Linked DNA regions of Gasterosteus aculeatus: region 2 is linked to region 1. A link is a contact called in public Hi-C data. All regions are on one chromosome and are shown on one strand. Each heading gives the region's core, a stretch centred on a gene start, on an enhancer-like site or on the middle of the called end of the contact. The rest is flanking DNA. Distances are from core to core; before and after follow the strand shown.

Region 1 (7,194 bases), core at 2,051-4,550:
TCACTGTTTGATGTATCCCTCATCTCAGTTACGTCTGTTGTACCTCTTCTCATGTCTGTCGAACATGTTTAGAGAAGAAAAACAAAAACAAAAAGAAAATGCATATTTGTTTATTTGTTTATTTGTATGCAGTGGATCATTTCCCCTACACAAGCAGGGGTGTATAAGTCCGGGTGGCTTTACATTCCACTGCTCATATGGGCTTGATCCTAAAATACCCTCAAATAAATCTCAGAAATCCCAATTAATCTGGATCCCTTTTGCCGTGTTAAATGTTTTGCTGTGATCACATTGGTTTTGTTTGTGTGGCATAAAAGGAGATGCCTTCTTATTTTCCAATAATAACTTCTAACCGGAGGATTATTAGTACATATTATAATTCACATAGCAATAGACAAAGGGGCACGAAAAGAAAAAGGCCTCTTAGAATCGTCCCTTTGGTTTAAGGTCTTCTCACTTGAAAACTCAACAGGGTTCAACAACGATACGAGCTCACGCTGCGTTTGGGCTCTGAGGTGAATTTACCCTCAGTGCCCCCCGACAGGCGACCTCAGTTGATGCGTCACATCTGGCCACACGGCCACCCTGCTCTTCCTCAAAGTCATAAAACACACACAAACACACACACACACACACACACTGTAAAAAAAAAAAAAAAAAATCGTATGACAGATTGAGAAGAACCAACCAAAAACACAGTTTTTTCATCTCAATATTCTGTTGCTAGTGGCAACCATTACTGAAACACAGCACCAGTGTCTGCTTAATTGACATTTTAACCAATTTATATATATAGATATATATATATATAGTCCCAAATAATCAAATAATCCCCGTTAGCATTATCTCTTTACGTGCTTATTGATTAACGTAGTTTTAGCCACTGTGCAAGCTGTCTGCTAATGTGTTGGATTCATTTTATCTTACGAATCTATTTGACACTTTTAAAGTTATTGGTGTTGATTTTATTCATTGTTCCCCAGATTAATTATAGTGTTGTACTTAACGTGGATTATTAAATGATGACCTGTGGATTCTTCCACAAAGCACAACGTTTGCCTTGTTTCTGTGCTTATTTTACAATAGTTTTTGTCTTACTGTTGTTTAGGGAATCTCACTGCCTTACTAGAGTGCTATGTTTCTACTAGCCCGAATACCTGCAGTATACACTGCATTTGTTGAGTAATTGTCAAAGGATATGGTATATGGAGCTCTAGTATTGAACTCACTGGTCTAGAAAGTCTGAAGGTTTCCAGCAGAGCCGTAAACTTCCTCCTCCTTTTTTTTTTTTCTTCGGCCCAATAACACATGAGACGACTGAACCAATGAATCCGCCCATAATCAGGACCTTAAGACAGCAGGGAAAGTCTCATCTTGGAGTTGAACCAACTCACGATGTTTTGCAGTTCAGGTCTTCTTTCCAAAACTGAACGTAACTCTGAGGTCATCACCTTCCTTTGTAAAAGAACAAAACCACACCCCTTGGTTTAACAAGAGTGATAAAACACACACACACACACACACACATGTGCTGTTTTACAGACCAGTAAATGCTCAGGTGTCTTTCCCTCCACACTAAAAGCTATTTCCAAGCAGTCGTCATTTTGTCTGGTCTGCTGGATTTCCACAGAAGATTCAGGGGATGTTTCAGGTCTGGAGCGCAGGTCGGGCCTGCTGCGTTGGCTGTGTGTGTGTGTGTGTGTGTGTGTGTGTGTCTGGCTTGTCCACCTCTCTCAGACACACGCGGCTGTATTTCATGTGCGCCTTTCTCGAGTTTAACAACTTAAATCCACAACTATGGAATCCAGGCAAGTACTCTGAGAGCATGTTGGGAGAACTTGGCTGAACATCACACAGGCAACTGGCCTAGAAGTCGGTCGCACACACGCTTAGACACACTGGTTAGAATTTCAGAGGAAAAGGATTTAAAGAATGGGGTGGTTGAGTGGGGGAGGAGAAATAAGGGAGAAAACAAGACAGTAGAGAAGGAGGGAGTCTACATCTGCAGAGGACTTTATAGGCGTCGCGATCACGCCGCCACGTCAACACGAGACAGATCGCCTGCAAACATTGAGGCGAAGGAAAGAGCAATCTGACTCTTCTCTCCCTCCTCTTTTTCTCCCCACGCGAACCAAAAGCTCCCTCTCTAACATCACAAGAGCACACATTTTGACAGCTGTTTCTGCTAGAAAATTCCAACAAAAAAAAAACAGAAAATAGTTCACACCCATAAGAGGTAACATTTGCCTCTTTGAGCACCTTGGAGATTCTTTTCAAACTTCCAGGCAGCGCGTTTAGAAAGTGCCTGGTTTCCACGTGAGCACGATCAGGTGGGCACTGTAGTTACTGTCACAGTCCATTTCAGGGGCAATAACAGGAAGCGCTTTGGCTCCGTCAGCAGGCCTTATTCACTCCCTGGATGGAGATGTGCGCCTAGCAGAAAATCGGATTGGGAACCCATCAATAATTGTGTTGTTCTGCGTCGACATACGATTTTGGCGCTTTTCTGTGGGCATCTGGTAAAGCTTCGCCTCCACTTGGTCTCTCAGGTTCCTTCTGAATCAAGGAGAGATGGAGGCTCGGGCCGGTTAACTGGTCATAATGTCACGGACACAACTGCACCACCACAAGTGTTGAAGTGCACCGAGTTCTGCACAATGTAGCAGCCCAACTTAATAAGTCTTTCTCAAACGTTTACTGCCAAAGCTAATCAAAACACTGAATGATATAGCTCTCCAAAGAACACTTTAGTTAAGGTTACAGTGATATTTTTAAATCTCTGGCTCTAAACCTGCATTGTCTTGTAACGTGGCTTCTCGTGTCTTCTATTGAACAAACGCGAGCACGAGCGATTAATCACGTTTGCAGATAGTTTGATGTCAAAATAAAAGTCACATAAAATCAAAGTAGGAAACGGGATCATCAAAATAAAAGAACACTGCTAGTGGTCGTTTACGCCAAGAGTTAGAAGCAAGCAAACCCAACAGTCCTCAGCGAGTCCCACGTTGACTGAAGGCTTCCTGCATTATTGAGCCAAAACACAAAAAGCCTGGCAAAAAAAGAATGCTCTTCGTGGTTGATGTTTTATTAAATGATTCAATTCATTATTATAATAATCGTGAATCATATGTGGTTAATAAACACATGACAACGTTGTGTACTAAAGACACGGCACATACACTAACTCCCGTTATCAACCGCAGCTGTGATTGGCTCATCAATCGGATTCGCAATGTTATCTCCATCGTATTGTGCAACATCTGTCTAAATTCCCTGCAGCTGAAGTCATGAGGCACCAGCTGAGCGCTGACGTCCTCCTGTAGACGAAACACATCCTGATCCTGTGGCTCCATCGTGTGTCTACAAATGATACAACAGTCAGCCCCCGGCCCATTTTTAGGCATCTAACGTTAAACTTGATTGATCCCGTGACGGGAAATTCGCTTTTCATTTGCCGTCCCAGAAGGAAAAGAAAAAGCTGAGGCTCGGCTAGAGAAACAGCCCCCGCCTGCTGACGCAGAGGCTTCAACCATGACGGTCTCCGGCCCACTAGTGAGGCCAAAAGGTCACAGTGAGCGTGCAGGTTTTATATTACAATCCATCACCCACCGATACTCACGTTTAACGAACTCGCTGCAGAAGATGGTCTGAGGAAAGAAAACATGCGCGTTCTGCCACCAGCTGTTTGGAACACGATCAGCTAAAACTATTTAAATCGGTTTAGTTTGTGTAACATGTGAGAGGTGTTGAGCTGAGGTCAGCAAACGGGAATAGGACAAAATGAAGAGTAAAAAACACTTTGTGTCAAAGTCTGAAAAAGACTGGGTAGAATCAAAAAAGCAAAAAGGAGGCAGTTCAAGGAGAACGGATTTTATTTTCAATATCCATTGCAAAAAAATAAGAGGTGACACGGCCTGAAACAGGTAATATAGAATTTATTTTCAACCAGAAGTAGGAAAATACATAGGTCGGTGTAAAGGAAACAAGCAGAACCTGTTGTAGTCAAACGGCGAAAAAACAAAACAAAAAAAAAAACAGAACTAGTCCGAAGAGAATCAAGAGGACGGCTAAGTGTACAACAGAAAGCATTGTTTACCATTCAGTTTCTTTTTTTTTTTAAACGGGATGTGTTGATTTGAAAACAGCTGCCTTGATTTTTCATCTGGATCAATGGACATTCTACAACATTGTGCAAGTGTTTAGACATTATTCTCTTTTTTATTTTTGCTGGTATTTCATGAATGGTAAACAATAGTTGGTCCAGTGCATAAACACAGTGACACAGATCAATGTACTCAGCTGACTACAAATAGACAATTCTGATCATTGAACAACTACTAGATCAGCAGGGAGGGAGGGTGAGCAAATATACAAGATGGATGATGCATGGGGAAAAGAAACGGGAGAGCAGATGGGAGATGATTGAAAGCAGCAGCAGCCAGTCGAAATGACAAAATAGCTACGGCTTCCAGGTAAGATATTTTAAAAACCCACGTTGCATGGGTCTGAATGTTTACTGGGGATTATTGCAAAGTTGTAAAAAGATCAGAATCGGATGTCTTTTGAGAAACCAAATCCCGGCGTGTATGAATACGGATGCAAGTTTGTTCATGTGATTCAAGGGGGGGAAAAAAGGCCCAAAGTTCTTGATCTCCTCACAGCCCTGCAGTTGATGAAGACTACGATTGGGATTAAACAAAATAAACGCGAGTGGTTGGAAAAAGAAGTTGCTCTACAGGAGGACTACAAGCCGCTTTGGTGTGCACCATTACAAAGAGATGCAGCCTGGGAAAATGACTCTACACCTAAAACAACAACAACCTATTAAACACAATGAGACAGTGGCGATTACAAAGCTAACAAAGTGACAGCTCCAGCGAGCTTACAGGGGGACTCGGCTCAGCCAGTCGCCGCATTTTCACTCAAAAGTCAATAGTCCGGGTTTTAAAAAAGAAAAGAAAAAAAAGGGTGGGGAGCCGGGGAGTCAACAACCAAAGGGACTTCAGCCACAAAAGGCAATAGTAGCTAGCTAGTGTAACAGGTTTAAACACGGTGATGCACGAGAACAGAGCGAAATGGACTAGAAGTACTCAAAAGTCGTCACGGGACCATCGACGCGCCGCTAGGCTCCGCCCTAAAAACACATTTCACGCCAGCCTGAACCGCGGTTCTGGTACCGATCTGCGGCCACTAGTGAGACTGTCCTAAGCTAAAGGCACCAGTACTCTCCAGCCAGTGCCATGCAACACCCAAAAATAAAGCCGAGAAGCTAATTTAACAAAGAAAAAAAATCGAATAGGAATCAAGTTGAACACCGTGTGCTGAACGTCACTGGCGAGCCCTCCGCGCTTCACCTCACCAACTCGTCCACGCGACGTCCCAGCGGCATTTCAACAGGGGATTTGGTGTGAGGTGGAAATATATTGAGTACAAGTAAAAACAATGTAGCAAACATAACACCGTCTAAGAATTCATGATTTACACATCATAACACAATTCATTTTCTTTTTAGAAAGGAAACATGAGATACATCTTTTATTCACACTTTACAAAAAAGCTAACCTTTAAATCTAATACAATACTAATGCCATTCAGGAAAGAAAGAAAAAGATCAAACTGGACACATTTGTTTCCATTGGGAGAAAAAAAAACAAAAATAGGTTAAAAGACAGACATGTGGGGGGGGGGGGGGGGCAAATGGGACAAGAAACCTTGATCAGAGGACTAAACGTATACTTCCTATTAATTTGCTTCCCTCTTGCTTTAAAAAATGTAATGTCAACATACACATTAAAGTAAATTAGATCTTTATCTGCCAATAAGATGGACCGAGGAGTGAGGGGAGCTACGTCCGCATCTATTAGGCGCTCGTCGTCCGTGCACTTTTTTGTAAAGTTTTGGTGTAAAAAACAGGTCTGTTAAATTAATTTCATTTGCCGAGACGTCACAAATATGATTCGTCGCAACGTGCCGCCTCTCCGGCTTTCAGAGAGGAAAAGCTGAGCTCGCTGCCCCTCGTCCCTGGTTCATCCAAAAGCAGAGCAAACAGGCCCTCCCACCTCCGCCGATGCAGAGGGGCCACAGACGGCACCACAGCTTCAGTGACGAAGGTAAGAGCTACAGACCGGTCGAGCAACAGTTTTTAAAAAGACACAGCTTGAGTAATAAGAGGGGGGGGGGGGGTGGGGGGGGGGTCTGAGGTCGGGCATTAGAGGGCTTAGGAGATTTAGAATTCATGGCCGTGGAAGTAGCGACGGGCTGGATATTTATGGTGGTTCCGGGCGTGGAGCTGTGCCGAGGTACAAATAGGGGGCCGACAATCACTGAGTGGACTTACAGATCACACATCGCACTCGTGTTCCGTGAGGGGGGCAAAGGAGTCGGTGGAGAAAGCATACCTGATTAATAGAGCTCAATGAATAGGAAGAATATACACATCATCATAACATTGTCACAGCTCATAAAAAAGGAAATCAACATTAACAAAAAAATAATAAAAGGACATAAAATCTTCACAAGTGTCTCAACAGTATTTAAAAATAAAAAGGAGAAAAGGTTGTTCAGGCGTTCGTCAAATGTATATAGTGCAAGACAACGACAACTGCTACAGTGAGGCACGATGTTTTTCTTGTACATGAGGGATTAATAATAGTTGTATCGGTCACACGCCACTAGCGAGAGTGTGTGTGTGTGTGTGTGTGTGTGTGTGAGAGACGATGAACAGCTGTGGAGTCACTGCTGGCGGCGGCTCATCCGCGTGTGTCCTTGTCTGAACTGATGGCAGCGTTGTGGATCAATGGCTTTGTTAATGGGCGAGAAGCAACAGGCGGACTACTCTGCGGTCTGTTTACAATTGCAGCAATAGGCCGGCGTATCAAATCAACATTAAGGGGACGGGGGGGAGAAGAAGTAAAGAAAGAGAAAGGGTTAATAGCTAGGGAGTGCAGAGTTGTGACAGTGAACGCCTTGAACAACCTCTTCTTACGTCTTTTGTACAAGCTGGTAATATCAATTCATCTCAACATTAACTGGATAAAAATTTAGCCATAGTTTACAATACAATCCTTTTTTTTCAAATCTGATCATAATTTACTTTTAGTACAAAAAAAAACGCCAGAAAAGTCTTTTGTGGTTCATATACAATCATGTAAAGACCGAGTCTAGATTTCTATTCTGTACAAACACTTGTGGAAA
Region 2 (7,194 bases), core at 1,531-4,030, 80 kb before region 1:
AACACCGCTTCAGGGTCTTTTCCATAATGTTACAATAGCCGGTCAGCGGCAAAAGAAAAACTTAATTTGAATGTCAGGTGTTACCTGGAGAGATTACACTGGAGTCCATTAATTATCTGTTTTCTCTCTTCAAGCCATGATGTGACCACACCTCAGCTTGAACTGTAGAGCAGTCTGGAACTCACTGACGCTCAACTCCTTTAAGGCTTTGCCTGAAATTTACCTTTATCAACTTAATATTTATATCTTATCCTTCCATTTTTGTTCAATTGATGCTGTTTGTCGCTTGTTTGGTCATGTTACTTAAACTTTGTGTTATATACAGACATTTGTATTGCCTGTTTTTTTCTCTCTCCCCTTTACATCATTCTAGAGCAGAGGTTTTCAGTAGAACCTCAGAGATGGCAAAGATGGCAGACCAAACTTCGTAGAATAGGGGTCCCTGCTCCTTCTCTCCATCAGTTTGGGAGTCCTTGGCCTGAAAAACGTTGAAGACCCCTGTTCTAGTATACGTGTGGCGTGGGGGGCTTCTCCTTGACCTCTCCCTTTATAACCTTTCCTCTAACCTGCCCCCTTGCCACCATGTTCTTGTATTTTCACATCACTTCCAAAGGATTCTGTCAAAACGCTGTGGAAGTTGAATGGAAAGATAACAGCGTGGGAGGGAGAAAGTCCCCAATCTACCTCTGAATTGTGAGAGCTCCCTCTCTCCATCTGAAGACGGCTCTGGTTGCACTGCTTCAGAGGGGAGCAATCAAAGCGGAAGAATTGTGAGACTTAATCACACTCTTGTTGGATAGATGGATAAGAAGGAGGGAGACGAAAGCAGAAGAGACATGGAGAAGGGAGAGATTTCATTCCGCACACATTTACACATCTTATACTACAAACATTGACTTTCAAGTGCGCCTTGACATAAACTGCACAGACCGAATATTACTAAAGGAATGTCGGCAGTATTTAACATTAGAGATGAAAAGGCAAAGATCTTTCATCTTTGCACTTAAAGGAATCCCGGTTTCTAACGGAAAAATACAACCAAGGCCTCTGACTAGGATTCCAAGAATTCCAGGAATGAAATCCACTGTAGCTCTGTCCGAGCCAATGTGTGCGGCGTGTGGTAAAGCTGATGATGATGAGCCGAGGAGGCAAAACGAAGGACGCTTTGGTTAGTGAGCACCCAGGACATAAAAATCTTAAAAAAAAAAAAAGATTTTGTTTAAATAATGCTGTCAAAATCCTAATAATGGATAAATCACCAAAATAATCATGCAGCATTCCAGAATTACATTGAATGAGACAAATTTTGTTAACCCCCTACCCTGTTTTTTGGCCTCTGCTGGGCATATCCATGATAAAATGTGTAATAACTCTGGGAAAACGTCTGTCTGGACAACTTTTTGTGTCTGCGTGGGTTCTCTCCGTGTACTCCGGCTTCCTTCCACATTCCAGGGACTTGCTCTGCTAGCTTAGTTGGTGACTCTAAAGCGTGTCTACCATCTTTACCCTGTGTTACATAAAATGAAAAAAGAGACTCTGAAAACCAGAGCAGCGCTTCAATAGCAACAATGACAACTACCTCCACAAGTGCAAGGACGAAAGCACGTCAACTATATATATACTCGAGTGGATGAAGACAGCTGGTGCTCAAAGCATATTGGAGCCGTTAGAGGCAATCAATCGTAGCGTCAGTGAACCAAGGCCACAAGGACCGCGGACTCTTTTAAGTAATTCTCTATTCCTCTTTCAGTCTCGCTTTCATTCGCATTTTACAGCTAAAGACACCTAAAGCTCACCTTTTAAGGGAAAGGGTATAAAGGATTTTTTTTTGCCACATGTACATCCGTCCTTACAGTATAATTTCTAGTGGATGCATTATAATGGTTAAAAAAAAAACTATATAACTATAGAAAAACCATGAAGCAGAAATTATTATGCTGTGAATAACACACTGAAGATCACGCTACAATTTATTTAAATTCATGTGCACACATCTGGCATGAACCCATAGAGGAATTGACCGTCTGGTGAGGCCCACCGCCCTTCGTTACCGTTGCCGGGCCTGTCAAGCTTTCCATTCTCGTATGGCACATACAGTATAAAGTTTACCACCTTGCTTAAAAAAATCCCAGATTGCCTATATGAAATTTAACATTTATCTCTAAAAACCATGAACCAGAAAAGTCTGAATTGAAACTGAAACTAAAACTGCACTAAAAACAAAAGGTGGTGAATCTCAGAAGTTTTAAGTTGATTTTGATCAAGTACTTACATGGTGCTACACGAGTACGTCAAAATGAACCACATTGACATCCTGAAGCGAGACGAGAACATGTTGGCCTACGCCATGATGGGGTCGCTGTTAATTTGCAACTACACGCTTCTCTGGATAATTACAGCATATTACCTGTATGCGTTTAAACAAAAGGTGCATTCTTCCTGTCGCGTTATTATTTCCACGTGAATTCCGTGAGGAGATTTCAAGCCCTTTTCCTCTGGCGCTACCAGCAGAGGGCGACACTGTGACGCTGCGGGCCCAAATGAGCTCAGTGGGCAGCGAGGTCTGCGAGGTCTGCCTGGTGGGCAGAACAGAGAGAGGAAGACAGAGACAAGGCGAGGGGACGGAGGGGGGGGTTTGGTGGGGGGCGGGGGGCAGAATGTGTGTGGGAGAGAAAAAACACTAAGCAGAAGGTGAGGCGAGACAACTGAGTGGGGGGCCATGAGACTGAGATGTACTCAGAAGGAGTGTGTGTGTGTGTTTGTGTGTGTGTGCATGAGGCTTACGTATCAGATCTTGCATAAGCGCAGGTGTCAGCAGGTGCATGCAAGCACTAATACAAAGTGGTGCATTGGCATCTGCGTGCATGCTTGTGTGTGTACGCAAGTGTGCGTTGGTGTATGTGTGTGTGTGTGTGTGCGTTTGTGTGCCTAAGGACAATACTGCTTCCTCATTACCCAACAGTTTCCTGCAGTCCAGCACTAATGAGGAGCCTCACCGTCACCGTGGTAATCAAGGTCAAGCCTAGGCCAACACACAAAAGCAGACACATACAAACCTAAACACACACACACATACACATACCCTGCAGAACTACATGTGTGTGTGTGTGCTCGGCTGCATTAGGCGACACATTTGCAATCTGGAGCATCACTTTACATCGATTTACAAGACGATGACAAAAACATGAGGTAAATGGGCGGAGTACTGTAGGATCCCGTAAAATCTAAACGATTTCATGAAAAGGACGAGGGCATGGACTCATGTCTCTTTGCTCTCCTCCCCTTCTGTTCGCCAGATGAAGACAGAGAGACGGACAGAACACACGGAAGGGGATGCACGTGTGAGGACAGCGGTTATCGTCAGGTGGAGACGGAGGGAGAGACAAAGAGGCATATGGGAACAGAAAGGGAGGGAGGGTAAGGCAGGGTGTGCAAGGGAACATGGCTGGGAGGAGGTGCGGAGGAAAAGAGGAAGGAGTAATTAATGAAAAGAGCAAGACTTAGCTCTTTAGTCTCATCCCTCAAGAGAAGCCTGACACTGCTACATCCAGCTAATGTCATAGCAACGGGGAGAGGGAAAGTCTCATGGGTGCGGCACAGGAAAGAGGAGATAAGAGCAGGTAGAGGCAGGAGGAAAGGAGGGAGGAAACCAATCGAGGGAGTATGAGATGATGGAAGGAGGAACAGAAGAAGGTGTGAAGCACAGAGAGAGGAACCCTGCAAGGAGTCAAGGACAGCGACATCAGGCTATGGAGTTATGTGAATGATATAAACATGGAGGAGAGGAATGAAAAGGAGGGAAGGCAAAGGAGAGAGAGGACTGGCAATGAGCCAATGGATTAAAGGCCATACCGTACCCATCTCCCTCTCCCTTTGCCGGAGATTGCCATTGTTTCTCTATCTAATTATCCCTCTCGGGTTATCACTAAAGTATCAATTATTTATCTTTAATTAGCAAAAACACACCAGACTGACTTCACTTTAACAGATGCAGGACAAGCATCAAACAGCACCACGTGCACACGGTGGGAGACATCTTCTTTGAGGTGGCCTAAAAAGTGAGCGGCACATGTGAAAATATGGGTTAGTTCAAAGTTGTCGAGGCGCACAGTCTGAAAGTCACCCTGCTGGCACTATAACGTGCTTGGACTGGACCCAAAAGGGGAGGAGCTGAGGTCTAACTAAATAACATATTTCTAACTAAAATAAAAACGCAAAAGGTCTTACTGAAGTATAGTTCATTAAACATGCGTAGTGTAGTAAAACATGTTTTTCTAAGATGAGACTTCTTTTTTAAAAGTTAATTTTTTTTTGTCTTAAAAAAAGGTTACCGCAACATTAATTCTGAAGCGTCTCTAGTTGGACAGCCGAGGAGCCACAAATGAACCAAACTAGTGGGATACGTTATGTTCATCACTTATTCATCCTGTATTTCCTAGAAAAAAAGTTTTTCTTTCTTACCTGCCCTCACTGAACGACAACTGATTCAATTAAAAAAGACAGGGTTGGTGCCCAACATCCACAAAACATCCCCCTACAAACTCCTACAACACAAGGAGTAGAATACAAGTGGCATTTGCTTCAAGGGGCGGAAAAACACAAACTTTTCTATTTAAAACTTTGTGATGTTCCCTCCAAAAAACAAAATTTTCCTTTTTCCAAACCTTTGCAATAGATCCCACAGCCTTCCTCAGAATGGTGGTATGTGCGGATGTTGATGGAAGAGGGTCACACAACTTAACATCCGCACTGAAATCACCTGATGACACTGCAACTTCCATGGAGAATGGGATTTACAGTGTTTGGAAACCGGCATAAACACTAAGCGTCTAGGGCCATTCTTTAAATTGGATAGGTTGGGTTAGAATATTCCCATGGCCCATGGGAATATTCTAACCCAACCTACCCATGGCCCATGGGAATATTCTAACCCAACCTATCCAATTTAAAGAATGGCCCTAGACGCTTAGTGTTTATGCCGGTTTCCAAACACTGTCATGAAGCTTGGCGCCATTTAACATATTTAACACAGAATGACATGTGTCACACGCCCAATCGCTTTCAAATACTTTGAGCTACTTGATGTGAAGGAAGCCGATGGTGGTTTGCACCCGGCAAAGAGCCAAAGCGGGAAGGCAGATACGACCGATTCCTATTTTTCACTGAGCCACCACCACCTCTTCATCTCCTCCATGTTCTCCAAGTCTTTTTTATTTTACTGCGAATCTTTGGCAGGTTAAATGCAGAACTTGGGCTTTTAAAGGAGCCTGTTTTATCCATCAGCTCCCGAGATATTTTCCAGAGACAGTTGCTCCTACACACAGAAATACACACACACACACACACACACACACGAGCGACTCATACACAGACATCTCCAGAGCAGCATCTATGTGGTAGAGACGGATTAGTAACTGGGACCAAAGCCACTATAAAAGATTCCTACCTAGAGCTTATGACTCACGTCTGTTTATGTCTGTGGAGTGTTTGTGTCTGTACTGTGTGTGTTTGTGTGTGTCAGTGTGTGTCTGTGTACCAGTCAAATAGACTGTACACCAATAAGATCTACCTCTGTATCGATTGGACTCAGACTGTGCCTCAGTTGACAGACTGGACCTGTTGTTCTCTTGATTGATCCGTCCTCTGTGTTATGTGAGTCCTCTGTATAAAAGAAAGCTTTATAAAAGGATTCAAAATGATTCAAATTCAAATGTGTGCATATTTTTTATTTGATTTTTTTTCTCGACCCCCCAATCCTCTTATGAAAGACCTTTAAAATAAAATCGTTTAAATGTTCTTCTGAGGAGATACTGCACATGCTCGACCATCCTCTCCATCTGCTGCAAAGAGTAACTCAAAGCTCTGGAGGTCAGACAAAAAGCAAAACGCGATTTCCTTAAATATTCAAAAAGTGTTACATCACTTTTAGGTTTTTGAGTGCGTTCCAAAACCCAAACCAAAACAATACGATTATAACACTTCTAGTGTTCTAGTTTGGTTCTTAGGCTGGTTGGGTAGCAAACATGAAGACTGACAGGTACTATATTCTATGTGTGGAAATCAAAATCATGATGACTGACAAGTCAAGAAAATTAACTAACACATCTAATCATCTGCTCCTTGCAACTTGATGAGGTCAACAAATAACTCCTGTCACGTGTTTAGACAGCGTTCAAACAGCTTATGGGTGAAACCACCCTAAATGTTGTCTCCCAAGCTCAAACAATTCCTTATTCCTCATAATCTAAATACACATCCAGCATCGGCCGATTTCTCTACGGCTGAAACCTCATCCAATGCATAGCGCAGAGGGAGAGAAGCCAAATGAAAGCCGTGAGAAACACGAGAAGGGGACGGAAGAAGCTGAGGAGCCGAAGCGGCAGGTTAGCACTAATGGTCAGTGACGTGTTACTGCTGGGGCCAGGACCAGCGCAGGCGCTTGAACTGCTGAAATATTTACACGGTATACGGAATGAGAGACTCGTTCACTTCAAATCAGCTGGAGCAGCGAGGGAGGGAGGGAGAGTGAGAGGGAGAGGGAGGGAGCCGGGCCTCCTTTTCCTGCCTCCTCACCGCAGCCAGCATAGCGGCGCGTGCAGTCAAACGGACAGCGCCACATGAATTATGTGCACGTGTCACTTTTTGTTTTTACTTATTCAGCTTCGCCCGGACAAGTTGGACCTTTGCTTGAGTTTGTTTTGCAGGCGGAGGTCCAACGACGAGGACGTGCAGAGACGTGTGTCCCTGTTTGCCTTTTGTTTGTCACGTATACACACGTTTCTTCCTCTTTGCTCCCTCACGCACACAAGCTAATTCTGTTAATGCTGAGGTGTCTCTCATAAAGGGGGGGGGGGTCCCTATGAGCCACTGAACCACACTCACAGTGTGTTTCTTTCCTCAGCGCTTGTCAGCTTCAAAGACGTGGGGGTCGAACCAACAGGCACCTGACACAAGCTAACCGCTGCCATGACAACAGAAAACAAGCAGAAAACAAAATAAGTTCTGTGTTCTCACGATGGCGGCTCAAAGTCTCTCTCTCTCTCTCTCGGAGTGGACGGATGACCGGGGCGAGGGATGTGGGAAGAGAGAGAGAAATCTGTCACTTGTGTTCTTCCCTGTGCAAACATTCGCTCTCTCTGTAGTGGTTTTTTTTTGTGTTTTTTGTGTTTTTTTTTACCTCCAACTGCAAACAAC

What was found. Hi-C and Micro-C count contacts between places; a contact is called where the count stands out from the background.
Region 2: a Hi-C map of tail fin shows a contact between it and region 1, with 1.9 times the contacts expected there. The contact joins two enhancer-like sites. A contact is called at or near these places in 3 of 6 Hi-C or Micro-C datasets (skeletal muscle, tail fin and whole body).

The regions. Positions count from the first base shown.
Region 1 is chr4:11,279,312-11,286,505 of fGasAcu3.hap1.1, reverse strand. It overlaps LOC120817393 (CCR4-NOT transcription complex subunit 6-like), which reads right to left. Exons shown (of 12, transcript XM_078102218.1): 12 at 5,501-7,194. Among protein-coding and RNA genes, the nearest start is that of LOC120817393, 16 kb to the right of the region's middle. Within about 2 kb of position 3,300, at least 2 of the 9 cell types and tissues checked have open chromatin away from gene starts, as enhancers often do.
Region 2 is chr4:11,358,442-11,365,635 of fGasAcu3.hap1.1, reverse strand. The region is part of intron 2 of LOC120817843 (A disintegrin and metalloproteinase with thrombospondin motifs 2); the gene reads right to left. Among protein-coding and RNA genes, the nearest start is that of LOC120817843, 30 kb to the right of the region's middle. Within about 2 kb of position 2,780, at least 2 of the 9 cell types and tissues checked have open chromatin away from gene starts, as enhancers often do.